Linked DNA regions of Sus scrofa: region 2 is linked to region 1. A link is a contact called in public promoter capture Hi-C data. All regions are on one chromosome and are shown on one strand. The core of a region is the stretch at or near the end of the contact, and the rest is flanking DNA. Distances in the headings are between cores, read along the strand shown.

What was found. Promoter capture Hi-C pulls out the DNA fragments that hold promoters and counts their contacts.
Region 2: a contact with region 1 is called in a promoter capture Hi-C map of liver, with 9 times the contacts expected there. The contact joins the promoter of SREK1IP1 here to the promoter of DIMT1 in region 1. A contact is called at or near these places in 1 of 5 promoter capture datasets (liver) and 1 of 2 datasets of contacts at active chromatin or transcription factors (skeletal muscle).

The regions. Positions count from the first base shown.
Region 1 is chr16:41,108,295-41,115,632 of Sscrofa11.1, reverse strand. DIMT1 (DIM1 dimethyladenosine transferase 1 homolog) reads left to right here and starts at 4,430. Exons shown (of 12, transcript NM_001244313.1): 1 at 4,430-4,630; 2 at 4,966-5,039; 3 at 6,345-6,431. The coding sequence starts at 4,552.
Region 2 is chr16:43,343,834-43,350,412 of Sscrofa11.1, reverse strand. SREK1IP1 (protein SREK1IP1) reads left to right here and starts at 4,182. Exons shown (of 4, transcript XM_021076777.1): 1 at 4,182-4,350. The coding sequence starts at 4,338. CWC27 (CWC27 spliceosome associated protein homolog) reads right to left here and starts at 3,907. Exons shown (of 14, transcript NM_001243923.1): 1 at 3,673-3,907. The coding sequence starts at 3,714.

The DNA of each region.
Region 1 (7,338 bases), core at 3,181-5,680:
CAAGCTAAGTTTCCGGTTTTGTTATTTCATTTACAGTGTAGTTGCCCTATCTTTGGGGCCCAGGAAATGCATAGAAGGGGAAAATAAAATTAGTTTTACTTACTACATCTGTCATTAATCGTTTGTACACGATTTATTCTTAAATTCATGGTAACCAAAGATTTGATTTTTATTTATTTATTCATTTATTTTTTGTCTTTTTGCTATTTCTTTGGGCCGCTCCCGCGGCATATGGAGGTTCCCAGGCTAGGGGTCGAATCGGAGCTGTAGCCACCGGCCTACGCCAGAGCCACAGCAACTCGGGATCCGAGCCGCGTCTGCAACCTACACCACAGCTCACGGCAACGCCGGATCGTTAACCCACTGAGCAAGGGCAGGGACCGAACCCGCAACCTCATGGTTCCTAGTCGGATTCGTTAACCACTGCGCCACGACGGGAACTCCCAAAGATTTAATTTTTTAACTACATATTTAAAAATTCACTTGAATCTTACACTAGCTTGTTATTGAAGAGTAAAATTGATTTATATTGTGTTTAAAATGACTCAGCTAGTATCTTTTGCTTCCCTGCCATTCTACCACCAATGATGAGAGTACCTGGGGGAATTGATTCAGGACCCTTCCTGGATGCCAAAATCCACAAATGCCCAAGTCTTTTATATAAGATAGCATAGTACACTGAGTCCTCTGTATCCAAGGGTGTAAACCTAGAGCCAACTGTAATTTTCTGTAATGGCAACATTCAGCTATAAGTAGAGCCCACAAAAGACAGGCTAGTGTTCAGCTGTGTCAAGGACAGAACCCCTATCCCTATCTCCACCCCTATCTCTGCACCAACTACCTGAAAGACCTTGAGCAAATACCCTTAAACTCTATGAGACTCAGTTTCTTCATATGCAAACTAGGGTAAGCATGCTCGCCCTAACAACTTCCCAGGGTTTCACTGAAAATCTGTGTGCAAAGTACTCTGAGGGAGTTCCCTGGTGGTTTTGTGGTTAGGCTTGGCTCTTTTACTGCTGCAACCTGGGTTAAGTCTCATCTGGGAACTGAGTTCCTACATCAAGCTGCTGCATGCCTGGGCCATTAAAAAAAAGTACTTTGAAACCCATAAAATGCAATATGAAAATATAGTATGTAAGTATAAATCTAAAAAATATAAAATAGGCTCTGTTATAATCCACAAATAGAATTCTCAGTACAATTTTTCTGCTGTATTTGGAAAGCTAAATCATTTCAAAGTGATTTATTTTGCCACAGGTTATATATTATTTGATGGTAATGACAGGAAAACATTTATCTGACAGATACTGTTTTGTTTTTTTTCTTTTTTGCCACGCTTGAACCTGCTGCACCACAAGGGAACAGATACTTTTTGAAGGTATCAGTTATTAGATTTCCACTGGCAATGCTTAGACTCATCCTGCTGGTATTAAATGGAGACCATAATCTTCTTTCTTAATTAATTTTATTAATTTAAGATAGCATTTTATTAATCTGATAAAATTAGAATATTTTTTATGGAAGAATTTGCTCATGGTTTTCAAGGTATATTCTTTCAACCAAATTTCATCACATTTTTCTGTTAAGATTTAGATGGCAAAGTAGAAATTAAATCTCTAGGTTTTCTTTGAAATTGTTCTAATCTGTAAGACAGCACTTCATTTTAGCATTTAGATTTGGATATTGTCACAATAACAATAATTTTCATTGTTCTAATCAAATGAAACAGCTTGATATTAAGTAGATTTAAATTTAATTTTGTTTTATCTTGTCTAGGTGAATTATATTCTTTTTCATAGGAATATAGTATTTCAGTAATAAATCTATGTTAAAAGTGTGAAATTCAAACATGCTTAATGTTTTTATGACTTAAATACATTAAAAGTCTGTAAGGAATTATAATTTATACAAGAAAATGCTAACAATATTTTATTTTTATTTTTTATTAAACTCCCAAGCATATTAAAAATGTCATTTCAAGTATGCTATGAATTAATCAATTAATTAAATTTGCTTTTTAGTGCCACACCTGTGGCATATGGACATTCCTAGGCTAGGGGTTTAATTGGAGATGTAGCTACTAACAAGCCACAGCCACAGTAACAAGGGATCCTAGTCTCATTTGCAACCTACACCACAAATCACGGCAACACCAGATCCCCTACCCACTGAGAGAGGCCAGGGATCAAACCTGAATCCTCATGGATTCCTTTCCACTTAGGCACAACGGAAACTCCCATGCTGTGAATTTAAATAAGCCTCTTCTACCAAAGAAAATATTGCTATAATTCTTTTTCAAGTTATAACACAAAACACTCTAAGAATGGCAATGAATCAATTATGCACACCCAAGCTGAAACATTATTATTTTTAATTAACAAAGGATTCTGATATGAATCAGAGAAGCATAAAATTATTTTTTATAATTACAAAACCATTCATAGCTGCAAAAATAACTCAAATACATTCCAGCATAAATTCTACACTCATTTCTTTTTTTTTTTTTTTCTGTCTTTTTTTTTTTTTTAGGGCCGCACCCATGGCATATGAAGGTTTCCGGGCTAAGGGTCTAATCTGAGCTGACAGCCTACGCCAGAGCCACAGCAACTCAAGATCTGAGCCGTGTCTGAGACCTACACCACAGCTCTGGGCAATGCCAGATTCTTAACCCACTGAGCGAGGCCAGGGATGGAACCCAAAACCTCATGGTTCCTAGTCAGATTTGTTTCTGCTGCACCCGCTGCACCACGACAGGAACTCCCACATACTCATTTATTTATTTATTTATTTTCTGTCTTTTTGCCTTTTTCTAGACCTGCTCTTGCAGCATATGGAAGTTCCCAGGTCTAATCGGAGCTGTAGCCACCAGCCTAGCCAGAGCCACAGCAACGTGGGATCCGAGCTGCATCTGCGACCTACACCACAGTTCACAGCAACGCAGGATCCTTAACCCACTGAACAAGGCCAGGGATCGAACCCACAACCTCATGGTTCCTAGTCAGATTTGTTAACCACTGCACCACGGCGGGAACTCCACATAGTCATTTATTTAATGCAGTTCCTACCCCAGCATCACACAATTCCCTAGGACTAATGGATTCATGAGGCATCCAATACTGTCTCACTTCAGAGAGAAAAAAGAATTGGATGAAATTTGGCCAGAATAAATGATACAATCATTAGAACAGCTTCCCTGTACTGATGAGGATAGCCCTCCTAATCCTTTTTCATTTATGGAGGAATTTCCCGACCAACTATATTAGTGTAGAAAATAGTGATTCCCTACCTACATTGTGCATCAGAATCTCCTAGAGGGTCTGTCAAAAATGCATTTGCCAGGGCCAAATCCTATTATGATCCAGTGTGTTTAAGGTAGGCCCTTGGAAAATGAATTTTCATTACGTGTTGCATTAGTTTGCTAGGGTTGCCATAATAAAATATGCCAGACTGGGTGGCTTAAATGACAGAAATTTATTTATTTATTTTTAATTTAATTTAATTTAATTATATATATATATATTTTTTTTTTTGCTTTTTCAGGCCCACACCTGAGTCATTTGCAAGTTTCCAGGCTAGGGGTCTAATCAGAGTTACAGCAACTTGGGGATCTGAGCTGCCTCTGCAACCTACACGCAGCTCAGGGCAGTGCTGGATCCTTAACCCACTGAGCGAGAACAGGGATCAAACTCGCATTGTCGTGGACCCTGGTTGGGTTCATTAACCACTGAGCCACGAAGGGAACTCTGACAGAAATTTATTTTCTTACAGTTCTGGAGGCTAGAAGCCAAGATCAAGGTGTCAGCAGAGTTGGTTTCTCCTGGGGTCTCTCTTAGCTTGCAGATGGCTTCCTTCTGGCTGTGTCATGACACAGTCTTTCCTCTGAGCACAACCCCCCTTTTGTGTGTCTAAAGTAAACCAGTCAGAATGGATTAGGTCACAGTCTGAGGTCCTCATTTTAACTTAAAACACCTCTTTTAAGTTCCTTTCCACAAATCAAGTAGTGGAGGACTCCAACCCCCAGAGAAGCAAGCTCTTCATCCCAAATTCCTGGGATTCTCACCCCACAATCTGCTGGGAAACAGGAGATAGGCAGGTGACATAATAAAAAAAACATTTGGCTTCAGCAATTCTAGAACCTGGCCTGAAAAAGCCAGGCCTAAATTTAAACCGCCTCCAACATCTCTGGGTACACACCAAAACGTACTTAACTAGCTCCAAGCTGTAAGAACAACAAGCCCCGCCCCCATTCTAAACTAGCCAATCCAAACTGATCTGTTGCGTGGCGCCTTCTGGGATTTGTAGGCTCCGGAGGTAGGCTTTCCCTTCAGTTTATGACTACAATTCCCAGCAGCCATCTGGCTCCAAGGTCGGGTTCAGTCTCTGAGGGCGGACCCCAGAGCAAACCAGGGGGCGGGTTCTCGCCCCTCCCAGACGTGATCCGAACCGGTGCTGGGGGTGCAGGCCGGCGATTCCCACGTGGTGCACTTTCTCGGGATTAACGGGTTAGGTTCTCCCTAACTTAACCTGCCTGTGGGCCCGCTGCGGGAAAAGATGCCGAAGATCAAGTCGGGGGCGAGCGTCCGTCGCCGCGAGCGGCAACAACAACGCCGGGAACTGAAGAGCGCCGGAGGTGGGGACAGCCGAGGAGCAGGGTCGAGTCAGGTCTTCCGGCAGGACCAAGCCCGGGGCGAGGACGGAGATGTGGGTCGGGACAGTGAGACTGGGCGGGATTCCCGATCCGGGAGCGCAAGTCCTAGGTTTCCCCGAGCGCCGGCCACAGGCCCGGCGCGCCGCCCTCTCGCTTCCTTTTCAGCAGAAGGGGAGGACTTAGTTTATCAATCCTAGCTTGATGTTTGGTTCTTCTCGGCACAGAAATCTTCCCTCAACTCTCCTACTTTCTTTTAAGGGACAGTCTAATATTTGATTTTAGTTAGGAAATTAAGGCTGTTTCATGTTTTCTTACAGGACTCATGTTCAACACGGGCATTGGGCAGCACATTTTGAAAAATCCTCTCATTGTTAACAGCATTATCGATAAGGTGGGTGTGGAATAGGAAAGGGAGAGTTATTGGGTAATTCATTTTATTTTTAGGAATATCTAAGCACGGAAAGGATGTCAGGCACCAATTAGATGCTGTATAAATACCTGTTGGATGAATTGAAGAATTGTGTAGGATTCACAAGCTGTCTTCAGTATGATTTGCTTCATTCTGTGGATCTCGGTTTCTCCGGACTCCAAATTCTTTTGTCTTTCTGTAGAGTATTTACTTCTTAGCTTGACATTTCTACTTGTTGCATTCCAGATTATTATTCTTCTATTCCAAATCACTTTTTCTAGGCACCATCTATCACTGCTAATTTTTATTTACTCCATAGCCTAAAAATGTGTCTGAACCTTTAAAAGTTTGTTTCCCAGAGAAACTTAAGTGGTATAAGGCAATGCCACATTGGAGTATATTTCCTGTCTGGGTTATCGATTTTACCTTACTGTTTTAGATGACTGAGCGCTAAGACATGAAACTTAGGTCGTGCAAATTACTTTCATGTTGCAAAGGAAGCATCTTGAAGCTGTTGAAAGAACATGAATTTACACTAGGATCTCATCTTGACGTGGTGTCATTTGCAGAATGAGAGCTGGCTTTATTTTTAGCATTTTTTTTTTTTTTTTGGCTGCACCCACAGCATATGGAGGTTCCACAGCTAGAGACTGAATCCGAGCCACAGCTGTGACGTATCAGCTGTGGCAACGCCTGATCTTTAAGCCACTGTGCCACAGCGGGAACTCCCTATTTTTAACATTTTTGGCTTACAGATTCCTTTGAGCATCTCCTAGAAGCCATGGAATCGAATACTGTAGCTGTGTGCATACAGATACCCAGATTTATGTACAATTTCTAGATACTCCTGTATCCCTGAAACCGTACAAGGATGTAAAATTGAGAGATCCTAGTACAACATGCTGTGGTTCTCAGGCAAGGTCATCATTTTGACCTTTCCAGTTTGAACCTGGTGGTAACAGAGTTGGTAACTTGATGCTTTTGGAATCATTTCAAAGCTAGAAAGCAGAGTGCCACTCTCAGAACGAACTGCTCTTCCTGTTTTTCCGACGCCTAACTTTTCTGACTCCTAACTATTGCCCCAAATTAGAAGTGTTAGATTTCCACTTGCATCTAATGTTAATGAGATGATTTCGTTAAGCGCATAGGTCATGAAGGAATCACCTAAAAATGAAATGAGAATAAAGATCTCCTAACTGAGCACTTTTGAGTAAAGATATTCAGATGTAAATTAAATTATGTGTTCAGATGAGCCTGTAAATCTAAAGTGGTTGTGCTTGCTTGCAGGCTGCCTTGAGACCAACTGATGTGGTGTTGGAAGTTGGACCTGGAACTGGCAATATGACTGTAAAGTTGCTAGAAAAGGCAAAAAAGGTAAAAAGAGGATTTAATTTTTGGTATCAGAAATGGCTATGGAGCAAGCTCAGGTGGTTTACAAATATGGATCTATTTGAATTAATCGCTATTATTTTAACAGTAATTCTTGCTCCTTTGCTATAAATGTTATCTGATATGAGTGAGACGGGTAAAGGGGGTCAAAAGGTACAAACTTAACAGAGTTCCCCTTGTGGCTCAGTGGGTTAAGAGCTTGACTAATTTACATAAGGATATGGGTTTGATCCCTGGCCTTGCTCAATGGGTTAAGGATCCAGTGTGGCCACTAGCTGTGCTGTAGGTCACAGATGCAGCTTGGATCCTGCATTGCTGTGTCTGTGGCATAGGCCGGCAGCTGCAGCTCTGACTTGATACCTAGCCTGGGAACTTCCACATGCTGCAGGTGCAACCCTAAAGAGGAAAAAAAAAAAAAAAAAAAAAAAAAAAGATAAAACTTCAAGTTATAAAATAAGTAAGTCCTAGGGATGTAATGAATAGCATGGTGCCTATAGGTAACAATACTGTATAGTATATTTTAAAGTTGCTAAAGAGAGTAAAAATTCTCATCACAAGAAAAAAAATTTGTAATTATGTGGTGATGAATGTTAAACTTATCTTGCAATGTACATACATATAATGAACTACGTTGTATACCTAAAGCTAATATAAAGTTATATGTCTGTTAGATCTCAACTTTTAAAAATGGATTAAAAGATAAGGAAAATATGGGATATACTAGTCAGGAAAGCAAACCACATTAGGTATTTCAGTACAGGGAATTTAATATAGGGAACTGGTTATGTAATTGTTAGAGGACTAAAGGAATAAAATGGGAATACTGAGGTATCCCAAGAGTAGTAATTACAAAGAGCTACCACCACCTCTAGGCTCAAGTAAACAAAGCCAG
Region 2 (6,579 bases), core at 2,933-5,432, 2.2 Mb before region 1:
AAGATATTTGCAAATTATGTATCTGATAAAGGGCTAATATTCAAAATATATAAAGAACTTAACTCAGTAACATAACAACAATCTGATTAAAAAATGGGCATAAGGATCTGAATAGACATTTTTCTAAAGACATACAGATGAGAAACAGGTACATGAAAAGATGGTCAGTATCACCAATCATCAGGTAAATGCAAATCAAATCCATGTTGAGGTATAACCCCACACCCACCAGAATGTCTATTATTAAAAAGACAAAAAAATAAATGTTGGCAAGTATGTGGAAATAAGAGACCCCTTGTGTACTGTTCCTAGGAATATAAATTAGTGCAGTCACTGTGGAAAACAGTGTGGAGGTCCTCAAAAAATTAAAATTGAACTACCATATTATCCAGCAATTCCACTTCTTGGTATTTATCCAAAGATACGAAAACAATAATTAGAAAAGATATGCACACCACTATGCTCCCTGCAACACTACTTACAAGAGCCAACACATGGAAACAACCAAAGCGTCCAATGATGAATGAATATAAAGAAGGTGTGGTGTACCACACACACTAGATTACTACTACGTTATAAAAAAGAAAGGACTATTGCCATGGATGGAGCTTGAGGGTGAGGGGATTATGCTAAATAAAATGTCAGAGAAAGATAAATAACACATGATTCCACTTATATGTGGACTCTAAAAAACAAAACAAACAAAACCCAGACTCTTAACAGTCTTAGATACAGAGAAGAGACAGATGATTGTCAAAAGTGAGACAAGGTGGCGGTAAGTTGGGGATAGAATGGGTGAAGGGAATCAAGAGGTACAAGCATCCAAGTATAAAATAAATAAGCTATGGGGATGAAATGCACAGCAATGGGAATACAGTCAATAATATTGTATAACTTTATATGCTGACAGATGGTAACTAGACTTATTTTGGTGACCATTTTGAAATGTATTCAAATGTCAAATCACTATGGTGTATACATGAAACTAATGTAAAATGTCACATATACTTCAATAAAAAATAAAAATAAAAAACAGGGATACTAATAGTCTTATGGGTTTGTTGTCAGGGCAAAATGAGTTATTATACATAGATGGCTTACAACAGTACCTGACAAATAAGAAATGTTCAAAATATGGTAGCTCTTGTAATTATTATTCTTATACAATTTTTTGGCCACAGGAAACTTACACCTAGCAAAAAAGAATGCATATATGGTTGGGCCACTTTGCCTACCAGGGTTTCTTAATACTTTCACTGAATTAAAAAAAAAGAAGGCACATGGCTCCTCCTTTGGCCATACATTCCTACTGCACATAACTACTTTGTCAGGCATCAGTGCCTCCTTTTCTTAAAGTTTACAAATAAGATAATACTTGGATAATAAAATGTTCTTAAGAATAAATATATAGGTTCAATATACAATTTAGTTTAAATCATCATAATATATGGAAATTACATCTTCAGTTGATAACTGGACTTCCCTTGTGGCTCACTTCATCTTCAGTTGATAAGGAAATTTCTCTCACGTGGTCATTTCAGTGCCTCCTCTTCAAAGGCAAAACACAGCATATTTATAGACTATTGACAGGGGTCAACCATAGGTATAATGTCAATTACTTTCTAAAATGACACTAGAGAAATTTTGTCTCATTTATTCAGAATATCTGTGAATCCATTCAGTACCTAATGTGGCATTAGACAGTATAGGCACTAAACAAACATTTCTGCTCTAAAGTCTTTCCAGGCCAAAATTCTCAACAAGCTCTGTATGTTACAAAACTTTGAAGTTTCCATATCTTCAGTCTTATGTCAGAAAAAGTCCCAAACTGGTTTTGAAGGAAAACTTGAGCCACACTTGATATTCTCCCTCAGCCCAATTCGATCAATGTATATTTAGCAAAACTGACTCTATGATAATAAGAACAACGCTGGTTTTTCTTTCTACTGCATACCTAAAACCTAGCATAGAGCCTGGCTTGTGCTATGTGCTCAATAAATATTTGTCGAATTAAAGATTGCCTGTTTAGGCATCTATCTTTGCTAAAACTTCTCATCTTATCTTTATGACCATGTTGAATCTTTCCCCAGAGTAAAACTAAGTCTGCCCTTATACAGTAGCAGTATAACCTCAAGCCCACTGATGCTAATATTTCTCATAAGTTAAGAGATACAGTATTATTTCATCCATCCATCCACTCAATACATATTTGAACTCCTCATAACATGCATGTGTCAAGCACCATTCTAGATTCCTGTCTCTGCCTTCATAATGCCTGTGTTCTATGGGGGGAATAGTAGTGGGGGAGGATACAACAATAAATAAGTACTGTAGAAAAAACTAAAGAGGATAAGGGCCAGGGCATGCTGAGGTGCAGGACATGAATGAGATTTTGCTATATTAATAGAGAGTTGATAGGAAAGGCCCTCTGCTAAAATGACATTTGAATAGGCTAAAGAGTATACTAGAGAAAAGAATGGCAAGTGTGAAGGCCCTAAAAGGATGGGCAATATACTCAATATTTACCAGTGTTTAGCAAGTGAGTGTGATACAACTCCCAAAAAACACTTGGAAATATGAAGAGATAGATACTCTGGGTTTTCACAATGATGTAGGGTAGAGGTGAGGGGTGGGGAAGAAGTTCAAACAACAGAATTGAAAGAATTGCTGTGCCCAAATTACTAAGATTTTTGCTGGAGGTATCAATTACAGCATTTTTGGTTTTGTCTTCAAATTGCCTTCATTATATTACTAAATGTAAATCAACAAAACTGCATAAATAATTTGTGATACATGCTACAGAACTGTATCTGATGCAAATTTACTTCATCTTAATACACTTACACACTTTCATTTTCACTATTTTTTCCATTATGCTGGTTCATCATATTTTGTGTCTGATAGAGACTAGGTCTCACTTCAAGAATTCAGGTGATACTTATTCCATTATTGACCCTGCTCATACTGCATATAAACACTGGATGGGAAATGACATTCTTGACCATCAAAATCAATCAGAAAATCATTCTTATATGGGAACATTTCCCATTAATAATCTGCTCACGTTTTAAGACCAGCTCCAAAAATACTTCTGCCATGAAGCTTTTCCCTAGTTTCCAGTTGCTAACTTCTCAGTACTACCATAGCAATAGGCTAGCTCCTCTCGCCATAGCCTTCCTATCAAACATATCATAAGGTTTTTCTTAACCAGCCTGCCTCTCAAACTAAACCATAAACCCCTCTTGGGCAACAACTAGCGCTTATCCATCCATTTTGGTATCCCCAGTACCTAGTACAGTGCCTGGTGCCTAGCAGACATTCAAAAAAAGGATTGTTGAACTAACAGAGAAAAAATCATCAACGAGATAACCAAAAAAAAAAAAAAAAAAAAAGTCAACTTTTAAAACACCTTGGCTTTTTACCTACGACCCTAGAAAACGCCTGCAGAGCTAAGTTAAAGCACAAATTAGGGCCAGAAGTTTAATAAAGAAATCGCCACCTGAAGACTTTTTCAATTATGTGCTGAGAAGTGCCAGTGTATGGTTCTCGATGCAATGCTATTCAGAGACAGAGGAAAGGACAAGGCTTCTTGTAATCTCTTCTAACCCTAGACCCCAGAATTGCCAGTGAAAGATAATTCTGGAGAGACCAGGTACCCTAGAGGAAGCTCACCTTCCCGTTCGTGGGAGGCTCCTGGATGTAAATGTTGCTCATGTTGGTCAGTGCTCAGGACGCTGTTCCTAATTGGGGATAAAAGCGAACGGTGAGTCACTAAAGCAGTCCACGTATCGGTACACGCTTCCTTAAATCTGGAGGTCGCGAAAAGCTCCAGTCTGTCAGTATCCCGCAAGGCAGCGGCACAGGTCCTATCTTTTTCTAAAGACAGCCGCTCCCGGACGCCGCCATGTTGCTCCCGGACCCGAGCACCGCTAATCCTGAGAAGGGGGCTTCCGATGGCCTCTAGGGAATCAATAAAATATTATTAAGCCTCCGTGGATTAATTTAACTTGTATTAAAATTTAAAAAATAAAAATTTGTAAGTCTTTGGGTTGTTTACTTTACTACACGCGTGTGTAGATCTCATTAACTACCCCTAAACTGGCAGTAATGGTTTGGACCGTGTGTGGTCTACAATACAATTCCTCCGGAAACTGCATCAGTAGCTTCTTGGTTCCTCTATCGCCGCAGGCTTTTAGGGCCTTACCCGACTGTCATCTGGCTACCGCGACGCGAGTAGAAGGAAGCGGCGGCCGTCATTGTACGTTGTCCCCGCAGCCAGCGGTAAGCGAGCGCGCTCTCGAAAGCCTAGGGGTCCTGCAACCCCAATTCCCCGCGCCATGGCAGTTCCAGGTAAAGACCAAACGTAGAGCCCCTGGGTCTGGGCGAGGGAGGGAGCTGGTAGGGTAGGTAGATTGGGGGGCGCTGGCATAAGTAGTAGCGCCTTAGGGCGGAGGCGTTAAAATTAACATTGTCGTTTGGCTTACTTGGAGAAGTTTACAGTCCAAAAATAAACTCTAAAGGAAAGAAAGAAAGAAAGGAATTGTTTCCCCGCCCCAGCCTAGCACTGGATGGACTACGGGGAACTGTATACAGGGCGGAGCGGGGGAAGGGGTGCGCGGGGAGGCGGGTGGAGACGGACTAGTTAGTAACTGTAGGCCTAGGAAGCTGTTAGCCGAGAAAAACTGACTTTAACTTTAATAAGGCTTGAAAATAAAATTTGAGGAGGCAACACTTGGCGGATCCAAGTAGGCATTGTTTGTTGTGAAAGTCGCTGGGCCGAAATGGGTCTCTGCGGTTCTACTTCTTTCTTCCTGTTTTTTGTAGTTGCGTTGTGGCCCTGGACCCGATGCTTTGCCTTTCCGGGTCTCAGTTTTTGTATCAGTAAAAGGAGATTTGTTGATATATGTATATGGGTCCTTACAGTTCTCAGATTCCATGACCAGGGGGTGTCAACCGAAAAACAATGAACCCTGTGAAATAAGTGCTTCAGAGTTTTCCCGTTCACAACTACTAGCTTACTTGGAAGTTCTGGTAGCGGAGGGCATCTCTTTAAACCTACTTTGCCAAGGTGGGTTCTGCAGAGCACTGGTTGCAGGAGATACTTTGAAAAATAAACGCTATCCCCACCCCCACCCCCACCCACCCACCGCTCATACAACTTGGAGATTCATGATGCACTGTAGTATAGCAAAGACATTGAGAATTGCTATGGTTCAGAAACTCTAACTTTGTTGTAACCTGCCCTTCCCAGTATTATTGGACCATGTTTATTCTGTGGAGGCCTGTGCTGAACTGTATTTTACTGTATGGGGAAGTTGTGAAGTTCTACCAACTTAAGTTTTGGTTGGGGGGGCGGGGGGTTGCAGTATTTTAGGAGAGGAAAGGTACATACATTCATACACATAATAACTTTTATTAAAGCTGTATTGTGTGGTAGGATACTAGGCACCAGGAACACAGCTGCCCTTCACACAGAGCTTACAGTCGAGCAGTGAGAAGAAAGTACTAGAAAGTTAGACAAACGCATTGCAGTGAAAACACAAAGCCCTGAGGAGCATGTAATAAGGGCACCTAACAGGAGACTGGAGGGACCAGAAGAACTTTGCCAAGGATGAGGCATTTAGGATGAGACCTGAAGAATTGTGGGAGGGGAACTTGTACCCAGAGGGACTGAATATGTAAAGGAAGAAGAAATGTGTGAGAAGAGGAAATGAAATGAAAGATGTGCCCTGTGGATGGAACTCAGAATACAAATGGGAGAGAATTGAGAAATTAACTAGAGAGATAACAACAGTAGCCAATATTTACCAAGCATTTACTGTGTGTCAGATTTGTCAAACACTGTGTCAAGCCTTGTATTTGATCTCATGAAACATTCACGCCCACACTGTTAGGTAGACAATATTTCTTCCATTCCACTGGCAGGATACTGAAGGACATAGAAATCAAGTAACTTGATTGAGATAGCTAGTAAGGGCAGGTCAGTCTGGCTCCTCTAGACCTTGTGTGCTTATCCATTTTGCCATGTTCTTGTTTAATTTACAAGGCAATTCTTAAGGATGTTTTAAGCCCTAACAAGGAACTTGGATGTTTTCCTAAGGACCATAGAAAGCTATTTAAGAATTTTTAAACACACATTTTGGAAAGAGCATTCTGGCTGCACACTAGATTGGATGAGAGCTAGTTTGGAGGCAGAGTCACCAGTTAGCAATAACTCTGGTAAGTTATGATGATTGATGCCTCAGGAATGGTCTCAGTAGAAAAGGAGAAAAGCAAATAGATTAGAGATGTGTTTCTGGTGATAGAATCACTGGGAATCAGTGATTGATTCACCATAGGTGGTAAGATTTGAAATGGACCTGGGTTTCACTGTTAGGTGGTTGGGTGGGTCCATTCACTAATATAAGCAACACCTGAGAAGGAACAGTTTTTAAGGGGATGATGAATTTAGTTGGGGATTATGTCACCATGTAGACTTGGAATGGCAATGTCTAATAGTAAGAGATAGGAATGGAGATATCCAGTAGGCAGTAGAGAGATACAATGTGTAGCTTAGGAAGAAAGCCAGAGCTGAAGACA